Linked DNA regions of Sus scrofa: all the other regions are linked to region 1. The links are chromatin contacts, called in public Hi-C and HiChIP or PLAC-seq maps. All regions are on one chromosome and are shown on one strand. The core of a region is the stretch at or near the end of the contact, and the rest is flanking DNA. Distances in the headings are between cores, read along the strand shown.

Region 1 (2,700 bases), core at 175-2,674:
TCCCAGCACTTTTCAACCCTCACATCATTCCTTTTCCACCAGGCAACCGCCCCCCCCATTTCTTATTTACGTGAAAAATAATCTACATTTGTGTAGTCATAACTAAAAAGACTCCCCTGAACAGTTCCCTCAAACATAAGAGCAAGTCATCTAGCTGACCCTCCCTAGGCAAAACCCACTCTTACTGGGTATGAAGCTGAGTGCCCTGAGTGTCCAGCAGGGAGGGATGTTCTGCTCAAACAGAAAGGTAGTCCTGGGATAATCCCACTTCCTATTATCTGTAACTTCCCTGATTGGAGCTGGGATCAAGGGACTGTGGTGGCGCCTGGTGGGGACACACCAGAGGGTAAGTTACCTGCGTAGGAGATAGGCCAGTACCTGGGCCAGATCCACATCTTCATCCTCCTCTTCCTCTTCCTCACTCCGACGCAGGCCAGCCCCTCTTCGGGGCAAGCCCTCGGAGGGGTCTCCGGACCCAGTTCCTGCACTGCTGCTGTTCCGTGATCCCATCTTCTGGTCACAGCATCCTTAAGTCCTGTGCAGGGACTCCTCCTGTCACCTCCTTGGGTTTGATGAAAGCAAACCCTGCTCTAGAAATACCAGGGTCTCCTGAGGTACGGCGGTAGCTATAACTAGGAAGGCTACACTTCTTAGGGACTGAGAACCCTTCTCCTTGGCCTGTAACAACTCCCAAAGCTTCGGGAACACAAACCTTTCCCAATCCTGTGAAGCAAAAAAAAACAGAGTGAAGTCTAGGGCGTGACCTTAGCTCACCAGTAAGAATCCTTTGAAGAGGAATTTCTCAGTTTTCTACCTCAAACTCACCTATCAAAGTCCCTGAGGGTGGGGTGGATTCCCAGGTAACCTCTCAGGCCGACCAATCAAAAACCCTCGCAGAAGAAAGCGCCTCATTAGCTTATCCCATCTAACCAATCAGAAGCCTTAGGACCCCCCGACGCCCCCCTTACCGGCCAATCAGCACACTCCCTCCCAAAAGCCGGCGGCAGCGACAACCAATGAAGTTAAAACTCCACTTAACCCCCTCCTTCCTCGCCTCACGCCCACGTGGTGTGCCAGGGATGTGTAAGCTAAGGGGGGTAGGCCTGCGAGAGACCACCCACCAGCCAGGAGAGGTCTCAGGACCCGCAGCGGCGCAAGGCCTTGTTTACACCGACTGCCCTCCGGCGTCGGCCAACAGCTCCTTCGTCACGCGCTTCCTTCGTCACGCATCTCCAGGCTCTGCCGCCGGCGGACTGCAACGTCACGCGACGCCCCTGACGGCCCCGCCCCCTTGGCCCGCTCACTGGACAGCTGAGAGCGGTGATTGACAGATGGGCGGGAGAAAGTGTGTGATGAGTGCTAGGGGAGGGGAAAGCGCGCGATCCAGGAGGAGCGGTCGCTTCTGGTTGGGAGGCGTTAAGTGCGGAACTGGCTGCTTCTTGAATCAGAAACAACGGAACTAGACCTCATGGGCGAGGGGCGGGGCTTACAAAAGAAGTTTGTGATTCGCTGCCCAGAGGTGTCTTAACAAGGGAAATAATTTGCTGTCAGTCCCTTAACAACATTTAGCTTCGCACTTTTCAGAGGATCTCTAAGGGGCCTCTCTTTCCTCCCCTAGGCACGACCCCCTCCCCCGCCCCCACTTCGCTCTCTAGCACTGCTTTTTTTCTCAGGCTGCAGCTTCAGCCGGTCCGGTCCTAAGCGGTGCGCGGCTCTTTTGGGAATGCGTTCGCGTCACAGATGCACCTAGGCCTTCACACCCTCCCTTCCGGGCGTAGCTTCCGGAAGCCTTGTTCTCTTGGGGACCGCCCTTTCTAGACCTTCCGTTAGTCACTCAGGCAACTTTTTAGATGACCCCTGGCTTCGCAGTCTTTGTAGACGCTCCCTAGTGCATCCGCGGGTCCTCACTGACCTTTCATTATGGTCAGTTCGCCTCTGATTCTAACCCTAACCCTAACCCTGGGAGGATTCGAAGACTTTCCTTAGACCCTCTGTCCTTGGGGCGCCTCTGCGCAGGACCAGGGTGTGCACGCGCGGCGCCTCCTACCCCCTCCTACCCCTTCCTCCGGGTTTATGAGTAACTCGGCAGAGTTCAAGGACGAGACTTGTGTACCTAGGGATCCTCGCCCAGGCTGGGGGGTTGTGGGTCGATTGACCGTGCTGGGCGCCTAGGCCCGGGGTCCAAGCTGCCTCTCAGTGCCCCCAGCCGGGACGCTTAATTAAAAGTGCTGCCCAGAGCCTCCTGAGGGCAGGAGGGATGAGGGAGGCGGGCTTTAATTTGGGCTCTCCTGGGGCTCACTCTCCCTGGGTAGGCGAGGGTGTGGTTATCCTTCTGGTGATACCCCTTGGTTTCTAGATCGCTAGATCAGAGCTAGCTTATTATCTCTGGTCACCAGGGCCAGCTTCATGGGTGTGCGACCTGTACAGAACCCACGCTTGGTTTAATGTTCTGTTATCACACTTTGAAATTCTTTTTTTTTTTTCTTCTGCTCTTTGGGCCGCCCCCCCCCCCCGACATATGAAGGTTCCCAGGCCAGGGGTTAAATTGGAGCTACAGCTGCCGGCCTACACCACAGTCACAGCAACGCCGGATCCTTTACCCCACTGAGTGAGGCCAGGGATCTAACAGGCGTCCTCCTGGATTCTAGTTGGATTAGTTTCCGCTGCGCCATGACAGGGAACTCCCCACAGAGCAATTAT
Region 2 (2,700 bases), core at 129-2,628, 850 kb after region 1:
CAACCCCTAGCCTGGGAACCTCCATATGCCGTGGGTGTGGTCCTAAAAAATAAATCCCCCCAAAAAGTTCCTGAATGGATGAAAGTTTAAGATATATAATCTCTGGGAGTTCCCTTTGTGGCACAGTGATTAATGAATCCGACTAGGAACCATGAGGTTGTGGGTTCGATCCCTGGCCTTGCTCAGTGGGTTGAGGATCCAGTGTTGCCATGCGTGAGCTGTGGTGTGGGTTGCAGATGCAGATTGGATCCCACGTTGCTGTGGCTGTGGCTGTGGCTGTGGCTGGCAGCTACAGCTCTGTCTGATTAGACCCCCTAGCCTGGGAACCTCCATATGCCACAGGAGCGGCCCTAGAAAAGGCAAAAAGACAAAAAACAAACAAACAAACAAAAAAAAAACCAAACTCTGATCTCAATTTACTAGGGTGAAATTACTAAAACATTTGAAACAATCAAGGTAGAATTAAGCACAGCTAACTTGAGTAAGCATGAAGTTCATGCTGATAAAGGAGAGAAGGAAGTGGTCTGCGTTGACTGAAACAGCTGAAGAATGGATAAAAACTGACTAGTCAAAGACAGGCATTATTTACTGCAGACGGATGAGACCACTTGAGCAAAGGAATAATACCAATAATACCGGAGTGAAGAGGTGAGGGCAGTGGGACCCAAGTACAAACAGGGGCCTGGGGCCAGACTATGGGTGGTTTAAAATCCAAGTGTAAACAATCGGGTCTTCATGCAGGAGGTAAAGGGAGACCATTTTAGGTTCTTGAGAATGCAGTATTAGCCAAATAGAGGAAAAACTGGGGACGAAGGCTGAGCAAAATCCACGCCCAAAGTGTAAGACTACTTTATTTTTCACCTGAAGGACATCACATACTTGTAGGAATGTTCACTTAAAGGTGGGAGCGTTAAGCAACAGACGTGACCCAGACATTCTACCTGGAAATCATGAACTCTGGCCCAAGGACCAAGTGCTTGATGCATAATCCCAGTTTAGAAATTTTACTGACTAGTTAAGTTTGGCAAATTGTCGGAAGGTGCTCACTCACTGGATTGTTATTTATGCTGATGACGAGGGCCTGGATTCACAGAGGAAAAAAACAACATGGGAAAGGGTGAAAGGGGGGGTGAGAAAGTGAAAGGAAGGGGAAAGAAGTAGGGAAGGGCACAGGTGTCAGCCATGGCGCCAGAGACCGAGCTGCAGAGGTCGGGGGTCTGGAGTCTGGGGTCGGGGGTCGGGTGGCCCTTAGGAGCGCCCCCTCCCCCAGGGGCACCGTCCTCAGGCGCCGCGCGTGTGCTCGCGGGCGGGGCGCCCCGCGGCCGCTGGCGGCCAATCCGGGCGGGCGTCCGGGGAGGGGCGGGGCTTGCCGGCTCCGGCTCCGCGAGTCCTCCTTTTTGCACACACACGAATACAAAGAGCCATACGACCTTCGGGTATCCTTTTTCCATTTTTTTTCCTCCTTAATCTTGTGTGTGTTTTCAAATTTTTTAAAAATAGAGATCTGTGGCAGTGCTGGGGTGAGGAAACTGTTGCTAAGGGGAATGTGCGCTTTCCCCCATTTCTTTTTCTGTCTCTCTTCCTCTTTCTTTTTCCTGGTCAAGGTTTTAAATATACCAAGAAGTTGAGAAGCAGGATGGCCGTGTACAACTGTTTCCAGCCAAATTTATATTTTTTCTTTTTGCTATCACATTTTAAGAACTGGTAAATTTTTATGGTCAAGGGATTTAAAAAAAAAATTTGGCCTCTTGGGAAGTATAGATTTCTTTTTTTTTAAGCGGGCTCGAAGGGATAATGTAAATTTCTGCCACAGGCAACGTCGAAGGAAGCGGAGATTTGAGACTCCCTCACAAAGCTGTTTGCGTGCGTTTTACACACCCTCCCCCCAGAACCAAAACTAAGTGGCTTGAATGTGGCAATTGTCCAAGGCCAAGAGGCTAAAAATGTTTAGATATTCTTAATTGTAACACTCATTTCCCTGGGGAGGGGGGAGTCAAAGCCCTTCTTACAGTATGTCTTACAAACATTTTTCATGAGAACCTTGTGTGTGTGTGTGTGTGTGTGTGTGTTTCCTGAAGCAAATAATTTCGTAAAGATTTATCTTGGGGTTTTGTGCTTTGTGTATATGTACAGTATGTGTATATGTGCCATATCAGATTTTATTTTCAAAAGTGACTGCCTTTGGTTTTATGTGTGCAAAGTAGCCCCTAGGATGTGGATTTTTTTTTTTTTTTTCTGTTGTGTTCCCAAATGTGATCCAGACAGGAGTTTATGTGCAAATTAAACCTGAGAAGAAATCCCATGCATAAAATACTTAGGCACTTTCATTCTATGTGCATTTGATATTTTTTTTGCTCTACTTCTAAAGTACCAGATTAAATTGCCAGGGAATATGTAGTCCATGTGGCAAATGAGGATATGCAATTTATTGAGTCTGTGGTTAAAGCCTTCTTTAGTGACTGTTTTGCCTTAGTGGTTTTGGTTTTTATTGTCTCACGTTCTTAAATGTACAGCTGTGTATATTTTGGCCTTTATGTGTGGTTTGGTTGGTGTGTTCAGAAGGGAAGTTCTCTCTTGGCTTTTTGACAAAATGGTCGTTTATAGGTTGGGATTTGTTTCAAAAGCTCCACAGCTGGCAAAGTATCAGGAAAATAATTTAGTCAAGTCCAATTCTCAGAAACTGTTCATAGTGGTGGTGAT
Region 3 (2,726 bases), core at 224-2,723, 590 kb after region 1:
TGGATCCAGTCGGCCAGCCGTGTCTCCAGGTAGGTCACCATCCACTCCTGCACTTGTCCCACGAGTGGCTCCATCTCCTTATTGACACTCTCAGCACACAGTGCAGCTCCGAAGACAAAGAAGGCCACAAGGCGGCCCCAGTTGGGGCCTCCTTGGAAGAGTTCATCAGAGACCTGGGTGAAGCGCTGCTGGGCCGAGCCCGGGGTCACATGCAACTGAGCTGCCAAATCTGAGAAGGTGCGCCGGAAGCGGGTCTCGAACTCATCTCCAGCTGCCCGCATGGCTTGGTGCAGCGGGTCAGCTGCTGGGCCCTCCCCGGGGCCAGCTCCACAGACATAACCCTTCTGCCTCAGCTTATAGCCCACAAAGTCTGCCACTAGAGCCCGTGTGTCTGGGGCTGAGGCCGGGGTCGCCATCCGGGCGGCTGTCAGAGTCAAACACAAAAGACACTGGCATGATTATAGGGTCAGAGACTCAGAAGGGGGCATTTCAGGTTTGGCCAGCCCAGTGAGACAGGGAGAGAGCGGGGAGGAAATCTCAGAGACCACTGGCCTGGGAGAGGTAAGAACAAGGAAATTAAGCCATGGTGAGGGGTCAGGGCATGAGGGCCTGGCCCTTAAAACTCATAATATGCCAAATTAAAGGTAAAACAAGTAAATTTCATTATTAAAATACTTTTTTAGATTCTTTCCATAAGAAGACAACAGCAGGGCTGTGACATCCCTACAAGCCCCCTCTCCACGGTATACACCTTTTTGGCTAGAGGAAGGGGCTTAGGGCCTCCCCAGAGGCCTGATGTGAAGATGCTGACAGAGGCACAAGATGGGGGAGGAGACAGGGCTGAAGGGAAAGAAGGAGAAGCCAAGGGTTGCCCAGGACAGAGAAGGAAGGGGACACTCACCCAGCCTGGATGGCAGCTCTTAGGACCCAGCGCTGGTGGCAAGGAGCCCCCAGCTGGGGCCTTTCATCCTCTTGCCCAGCGTGGAGCCCTGGGAAGGGGAGGGGGAGATCAGAGCTAGATGGGAAAGACCAGGGATCAGGGTCCGGGCTGAGAAGGGCTGGGGTTGCAGCTCCCGGGACAAGGGCCCTGCCCCCAACGCTCTACCAGCTGTGTGGCCGAATCCATGTTTAATGACTGTCCTCCCGGGAAACCCAGGGCCAAGGGCTTCCTGCCGACACCATCTCTACTCCTGGCTCCCCCCGAGTGCAGCCCAAAGGCCCAGCTCCTCCCTCACCCCCACCCTCAGCCAGTCTGCAACCCCGCCTGCCTGCCAGGTTAAGGATCTCACGGGTCAGGCCGCTGCCGGGATCCGGGCCGTTTCCTGGTGCAGGAGCTAGGAGGGAGGGAGAGAGGGAGGAAGGGAGGGAAGGAAGGAGGGAGGAGAAAGGGGGGGCGGGAGGGAGGGCCCGGCGCCGGGTGATGATGGGGCCCAGAGATGCGTCCAGAGAGAGGGGCGGGGCTGGGACGCAGGCTTGGGAAAGGCCACCACTCAGGAAGAAAGCGGGTGGCTGGAGACTGAGAAGCACAGGCCAGGAGGGCATTGAGGGCCCGGGCAGGGCTCCTGAGCCTGGAGGCTACTCAGAGAAGCCGACAGGGCCTCAAGAAACCTCAGAGCAAATTCAGCATTTCCAGGTCTCTGATGTTCCATGCACTTGTTGAACTTCTCCAGCCCTGAAGCAGCGGGCCAGAAAAGAGGATCAGCTCCCATTCCAATGGGAACTAACTGCCTGCCAGGTGTCTCACCCTGTGGGCCTGGCAGATGTGATACAGATACCAAACACCTCACTTCCTCTTTTCTCCAGGAACTTTAACCCAGTTGTCTCTTTGTGCGTTGGGGCTTTAGCCAGGCACCAAGGAGCCAGGTCTTGGATCGCAGGCAGTTTCTGCAGGTAACTTTTCTTCATTTTCTCTCTCTCTCTCTCTCTCTCTTTTTTTTTTTTTTTTTTTTGTAATCAGATCTTCTGTTTAATTCTTTCTACTCAGCACATGAACTTGTTTTCTTTCTTTTTTGGGGGGAGGGGTGTGTGTGCTGTGCCCCTGGCACGTGGAAGTTCCTGGGGCCCGGGATTGAACCTGCACCACATCAGCACCCCAAGCCATTGCAGTGACAGTGCTGGACCCTTAACCCACTGCAACCACAAAAGAACGCCACATGAATATGTTCTCTCTATGAAAAAGTCAGACAGTATAGAAATACGGAGAAAAAAATACAAGTCCTCAATCTTCCTCCCTCTGCCTTTTCCACAATTCCCATTCCCTTCCTGGAGGCTGCCAGTGTCAAAACTGATATTTGTCCTTTCAGGTTACGTGTAAATATATATATGCACCTATATGAATGTCTATTATTTAAATATGGCAGTATGTTGGAGTTCCCGTCGTGGCTCAGTGGTTAACGAATCCGACTAGGAACCACGAGGTTGCGGGTTCAGTCCCTGGCCTTGCTCAGTGGGTTGGGGATCCGCCGTTGCCGTGGGCCGTGGTGAAGGTTGCAGACGCGGCCCAGATCTGGTGTTGCTGTGGTTCTGGTGTAGGCCAGCAGCTACAGCTCTGATTGGATCCCTAGCCTGGGAACCTCCACATGCCATGGGAGCTGCCCCAGAAACGGCAAAAAGACAAAAAAAAATTTTTTAAATAAAAAAATTAAAAAAATAAATATGGCAATATGTTTAGACGGGGTGCAAGCCATCTGACCATCACTGATCCACATGAGGGCACACTCAGGTGT
Region 4 (2,700 bases), core at 38-2,537, 940 kb after region 1:
GTGCTGGATCTGAGGCTGCTCCAACAGGCACTCAGCCTCAAGTGCTCCCTGGAATAGCCCTGAGAACATGTGGATTGAACAAATTTTCAGCCTTTTTCCCTGCCCATCTCTGTTCCTGTTTTGGTGGTTTTGTGTAAGGAGGAAATACAAATAAAGTGAAGTTATGGCCTTTCCTGCTCCAACCCTGTTGCCCCCTGCCTGTTTCTCCACCCCTTACTTACACAAATTCAGACCTGTGCTCTTTTCCAAGACACGAAGGGACCTTGCTTTATTTCCTATTTAAGAAGCTTAGTGGTGACTCTTGGACTCCCAGGTCCAGCTACAGTGCGGTCTTATCCATTAGGACCTGTGATAAGGCTCTTGTCTGGGGACAGGGCAGGGTGCTGCCATGAAGAAAGATGGGGTAGTGAGTGAAGCCAGCCACCCTTTCACCTTCCTGAGCTGCTGCACTGCCAGCTCCTTTGTTACTTCTTGGGAGAAATACTGGAAGTTACCCAGACTCCTGCAGCCAGAAGCCGCATATTTTGTTTGAATAAAATCACAGGGTTAAAGTTGGAAATCCTCAGACATAATCCAGTTCTACATTTACAGAGGAAGGATTTGAAATTGGTACAATGATATAAAGTTAATATACCAAATTAGGACTCAACATGATTCCTCTCACTTCGTGGCCCTCTCCATGTTTTAACCAGCTACGTTTCTGGCAGCTGAAGTCTTAGGGTTCTGGAAGCCCTTGGGTCATGAGTGTGGACAATTCCTTCTCTTTATGGTTAGAGGGATGAGTATTGTTGCACCCAAAGAGTCACTTGCGAAACTCTTTTCTTGTGGTTTCGAGGTGTGTGGGGCACTGATTTGAACTGAAGGTATGTGAGCTGTAGGACCAGGCAGAATGTGGAAGACTAATCTGACCGACTAATCAGGTCCAAGCGCTGAGGACAGAAGGCGGCGGCTAGGAGAGAATGTAGACAGAATGAGGATGTGGAGCCCAGCATTCCTCCCCACGTGAAGCAAATGCAGTTGCTCTCTATAAAGCCGTCCTGGATAAGCTTAATGAGACCCCGTCTTGCCAAAATAGAATAGGGACCGGCAAGGACGTCACTGTACCTCCCCGTTGGCTCCGCCCACAGCGTTGACCTAGCTTCAGGAGTGCGGGGGAGCTGGGCAGGCGAGTCCTTGCCGCGTCTGCGCCGGGTTTCCCCGCCCTGTCGCAAGCCATTTAACCAATGAGAGCGATGGGCGGATGTCTAAAGCTTCTGCTTTTCCCCAGTCTTGGAAAGGTTAGCCAATCAATGGGAACTTGATGGTTGCTAAGAGACCTTTGAGCTTGGCTCCACCCTTGCTTAGGATTTTAGCCAATGAAAATCTGTACTTTGGACTGTTGCCGCTAAACCGGAGAGGTTCGTTCTGCCGCCTGAATGTTTCCGCGCCTGCGCAGATCGGGGAAGGTTCTGGAAGACTGTGGAGCTGCCGCCATTTTGCGGGAAGTGGAGCAGCTCCGGTTGCTGTGGTGCTTTTATTGCGGAGTGTCTGGAAGAGAGACATACTTAGCACCCTCCGACACACCCAGAGGAACCGAAGGAACCGGGGTCCCCCTGCGGGGACCCGGAACTGGTAAGAAACCCCGAAACCGGTCCCCCCGTCGCGACGTCACCTATGCGTGACGTTGTCGCACGGCCCCTCCCCCTTACGTCAGAGGCAGAAAATGGCGTTAAGAGCAGAATGGGGCAAACTTTTAAAATAAATTTTTTTTGGCTTTCTTTGATCTGGAAGTGTTCGCTACTTAATTGTTGTCCACTGGCACTGTATTAGGGATCGGCAGCCTCGTGGCTGTGTCTACCGATGAAAGACTGTTTCAAGGATCCCCGTGACTGATCCCTTTCCAGGTTCCCACATTGCTGATGTTTAGAGTCCCACGTACTGTGGAGGGACAGTCTCAGAGGACACTTGGGATCGGTTTTCAGGCCCTAGTGGCACTACTCAGAGAGATGAGGGAATTGAGATTTATTCCTCAGTGTCTGAAGTTTCACGTTCCGTGTTTGGTCACTGCTCACACATTCCGTGGCGGCGGTAGAGGAATATAGTGAGGCCACAAACGAGGTTTCAGCATCAGGATACCGGCCCTCGCAGAGATGCTGCCCGTCGGTTACTTGTAGGTCCGTGTTTTGAAATGTGGCCTTGGCTTGTTACACAGCGTGGGGAATGTTTTTATCTTTTTCATTGTTGCTGTACTTAATTAAGCTGTCTTGTGCCCAGCTCAGTGACCGGACCCAGGAGATGGCGCTACCATCACCCCTGGAACTTCAGCGTTTGGTGAATTATGCCCAATCCAGGCCAACCGCGGTTCTTCATTCTCCTTTGCCCCCGCAGCAGTGGGACCCAAGCGCTGACGTGGGTCTTGACTGTGTGGCATGACAGGGTCCATGCAGCGCCATGGTTGTGGAACCCTAATGCAATTTTTCAGAGCAGGGTTGGAGGAAAGCAAAGTTTTAATGGATGGGATTGAATGGACTTTGACCAGTAATTAGGACTTAATTTGAAAACTTCCAACCAGAAAACTCATAATATTTTTAGAACATTTAGAAAGATAGATTAGACCCAGTGAGATTTCAAGTTGCAAAGTGTGCTGGTGTTATATATATGTGTGTGATTAAATAGATTCATTCGTTTCTGAAGTCTGAAAACTTTATTCCATAGGTAGGG
Region 5 (2,700 bases), core at 176-2,675, 540 kb after region 1:
TGGCATCAAATGACAGTAAGATTTGCTTTGAGCCAACATTTACACATCATGGACCAGGCACGGTTCTCAGGATTCTCTTAATCCTCCGTTCCATTATTATCCTACTTGACGGACAAGGAACCTGAGGCTCCAAGAGGTCACATAGCTTGCCCAGGTTGGACTTTGCCAGGGTTGGAACCAGGATTAGAACTCAGGGAAGCTGGATGCTAATGGGGCTAAAGAGAGGAGAACTGGAAGAATTCATAAGCACTTGAGATGTTCCGCAAATCAAGAAGAACAAGAACAGGTCAAGAAAGTCATGACGGAATGGCATGAGGACGAGACCAGCTGTGGATGAGCTTGGCCTTGCTGGGAAGGGACAAGATTGGAAGAGAAGACTGGGACCCAGAAGGCCAAATGGAGAGGTTCCTTCCTTCCTACCCCCTGAAGAATGGCAAAGACAAGCCTGAAGCTGAGGGCCCTCCTGTCTGAGGCAGGGTCTTAGCAACCCACCCAAACTAACCTGGGGCTCAGAACCCTCCCTGAACAAGTCAGAATCATGTTAAACTTTTGTTTGGGAACAAGAGGGCAGAGATGAGGCCTAAGAACAGGGAGAAGTCTCCTCCTGCCCTCAACAAACACTTTGAGCTCTCACCAAGGTTCAAGCTGTGGGGGGAGTGGGGAGCCATGCAGAGCCAAGGTGAAGAGGAAGAGCCATTGTGCCATGGACTTTACACATATTTACTCACCAAAGTCGCTGTCCAGATGAGGAACTGAGCAACAGAGATGTTGCAGATCTTGACCAAGGTCACCCAGCTGACAAAACAGGATTCACTCCTGAGTCTAACTGGCTCCACTCCCTGCCTGAGCACTCCAGAAACACAGACTTGTTTTCCTGCAGGTTTGCACTCGGCTCCCCAGTCACCTAGCCGCAGGCACAGGGCCTCAATGCCCACATTTCAAACCACCGTTTTGCCAGCACTTCCTTCCTGCTTAGTCTTTTCTGGCTTCCATCTATTTTCCCCTTGTGCCAGTCAGAGCGGTCATCTTTGGGAACTGGGTTTCCTGCCCACCTCCATCTTGAGCCCCACCTCCATCTTGTGCCTTGGCAGCCCCCTGGGCAGTGGTCATGCCAAGTCATTCTCCAGCTGCTAAATTCCAGGCAGCCAGACCCCCCAGGGCTGTGGTCTGGAAGAAGCTGCATCAGGCTGGAGCTGGAATGGGGGAGCTCTCTCTTCAGATGCATCTGTAAATTTAAAAATTCCTCTCTCAGGGTTCCTGTTGCAGCGCAGAGGAAAGGAATCTGACTAGTATCCATGAGGATGCAGGTTCGATCCCTGGCCTCGCTCAGTGGTTTAAAGATCTGGCATTGCTGTGAGCTCTGACGTAGGTCTAAGACAGGGCTCGGATCTGCCATTGCTGTGGCCAGCAGCTGCAGCCTGGATTCAACCTAGCCTGGGAACTTCCATAAGCCACACGTGTGGCCCTAAAAAGCAAAATAAAGTTCCTCTCCCATCCTAAGAGAGTCTGAGTCTGTTCATAGGTGCCCAAGCAATGAGGGGGTCGGATGGAGCTGGGGCAGGTATCCCCCCTCCCCTACTGGCTCCCTACCTTTCCTCCCACCTACCTGGACACGGACACGTGGGCCCGGAATGTGGGGTGGGGGGGTGCTGGTAGGTGGGAGGAAAGGTAGGGAGCCTCTATCCAAGGCCTCAAGTTCACAAAGCGCCTTAAATTAGACTTCTGATGTTATCGCCAAATGAGGTTTTACACAGAGCCATTGTCTGTTCACGTGTTTGAAGTGTTAATGCGCTAAATGTAAACATTGAAAATATACCACAGCTTTTCAATCCTGTTTGGCATCTCACTTTTTAAATTCCAGGAAGCTCAAAAACGGAAGAAGGAAGGTTCTCTGGAGTTTCTGAGGGGCCTTGATGTATGCCCCCAAAGGAAGAACGCGGAGTGGGGGCTAGGTGGAGGGAAGTTGCGCCCACAAAGGAGCAGTAAGTAATAGGGCAGGAGAGGTGTGGGGACCCCAGAGCCCCGCCCTTTCTGCTGAAGCTCCTGAGGGGCCAGAACGCAGCTCCTCTGAAAGAGTCCTATCCGCTGTCCTCAGTTCTCCTCCTCCTGGCAGCAGGAGTGAGCCAGAGTGACGGCGAGGGACAGGCCCGGACTGGCTGAGGCGGCACGACCGGCGGGGCGGCAGCTCTGGGACCCGACGCTCAGGCAGCACGTTCTCTCCTCAGGTCCAGAATCCGTGTCCAGCCCCAGCCCCGCGACCTGCCTCCCCCGCAGAGAGAGGCCAAGCCAAGAGAGTGGAGCGGCTCCGCGGAGGACCCCAGAAAGACGGAAGAGGCGCGCTCCCTCCCACGGGAAAGACAGATGTGGGGCTACTGAAAGGCGGGCAGAGAGGCGCGGGGCAGGCGGGGGAGAACAGGAGCGTGACCGGGAGAGGAAAGCTCTCCGGAGGGAGCGAACCAGACCACCGGGAGGTCCGCCGCGACGTCGGGCAGGAGCAGGCGCCGGGGAGAGGAGCCAGGAGGGGGCGTGCAATTTGGCCCGAGGGTCCTGAGCTGAAACTCAACACCCGCCTTTAGAGGGAACGTCCCCCTTTCCCCTCCGCCCCTTCTCTTCCCCTCCCTTTTCCCCTCCCTCCTTTCTCTTAATCCCTGGGACTGAGCCCCGCGCCGGAGCGGAGAGGGCCCGAGGGGAGGAGAGAGG

The links. A called contact is a pair of places that touch in the nucleus more often than the background predicts. HiChIP or PLAC-seq counts read pairs in DNA pulled down with a chosen protein or histone mark.
Region 2: a contact with region 1 is called in an H3K27ac HiChIP or PLAC-seq map of alveolar macrophages. The contact joins the promoter of C7H14orf93 here to the promoter of DCAF11 in region 1. A contact is called at or near these places in 1 of 5 promoter capture datasets (liver) and 1 of 2 datasets of contacts at active chromatin or transcription factors (alveolar macrophages).
Region 3: a Hi-C map of liver shows a contact between it and region 1, with 2.4 times the contacts expected there. The contact joins the promoter of PPP1R3E here to the promoter of DCAF11 in region 1. A contact is called at or near these places in 1 of 47 Hi-C or Micro-C datasets (liver) and 1 of 2 datasets of contacts at active chromatin or transcription factors (alveolar macrophages).
Region 4: a contact with region 1 is called in an H3K27ac HiChIP or PLAC-seq map of alveolar macrophages. The contact joins the promoter of RBM23 here to the promoter of DCAF11 in region 1. A contact is called at or near these places in 2 of 2 datasets of contacts at active chromatin or transcription factors (alveolar macrophages and skeletal muscle).
Region 5: a contact with region 1 is called in an H3K27ac HiChIP or PLAC-seq map of skeletal muscle. The contact joins the promoter of EFS here to the promoter of DCAF11 in region 1. A contact is called at or near these places in 2 of 2 datasets of contacts at active chromatin or transcription factors (alveolar macrophages and skeletal muscle).

Annotation. Positions count from the first base shown.
Region 1 is chr7:75,179,713-75,182,412 of Sscrofa11.1, forward strand. It overlaps DCAF11 (DDB1- and CUL4-associated factor 11), which reads right to left and starts at 1,425. Exons shown (of 15, transcript XM_001928359.5): 1 at 826-1,425; 2 at 356-723. The coding sequence starts at 510.
Region 2 is chr7:76,032,372-76,035,071 of Sscrofa11.1, forward strand. It overlaps C7H14orf93, which reads left to right and starts at 1,379. Exons shown (of 7, transcript XM_021099247.1): 1 at 1,379-1,436.
Region 3 is chr7:75,769,340-75,772,065 of Sscrofa11.1, forward strand. PPP1R3E (protein phosphatase 1 regulatory subunit 3E) reads left to right here and starts at 1,474. Exons shown (of 3, transcript XM_021099237.1): 1 at 1,474-1,890. LOC100154044 (bcl-2-like protein 2) reads right to left here and starts at 1,404. Exons shown (of 4, transcript XM_001928880.6): 1 at 1,290-1,404; 2 at 902-989; 3 at 1-424. The coding sequence starts at 416.
Region 4 is chr7:76,119,438-76,122,137 of Sscrofa11.1, forward strand. It overlaps RBM23 (probable RNA-binding protein 23), which reads left to right and starts at 1,288. Exons shown (of 14, transcript XM_021099252.1): 1 at 1,288-1,611. The coding sequence starts at 1,416. PRMT5 (protein arginine methyltransferase 5) reads left to right here. Exons shown (of 17, transcript NM_001160093.1): 17 at 1-180.
Region 5 is chr7:75,718,608-75,721,307 of Sscrofa11.1, forward strand. EFS (embryonal Fyn-associated substrate) reads left to right here and starts at 1,426. Exons shown (of 5, transcript XM_013978208.2): 1 at 1,426-2,700.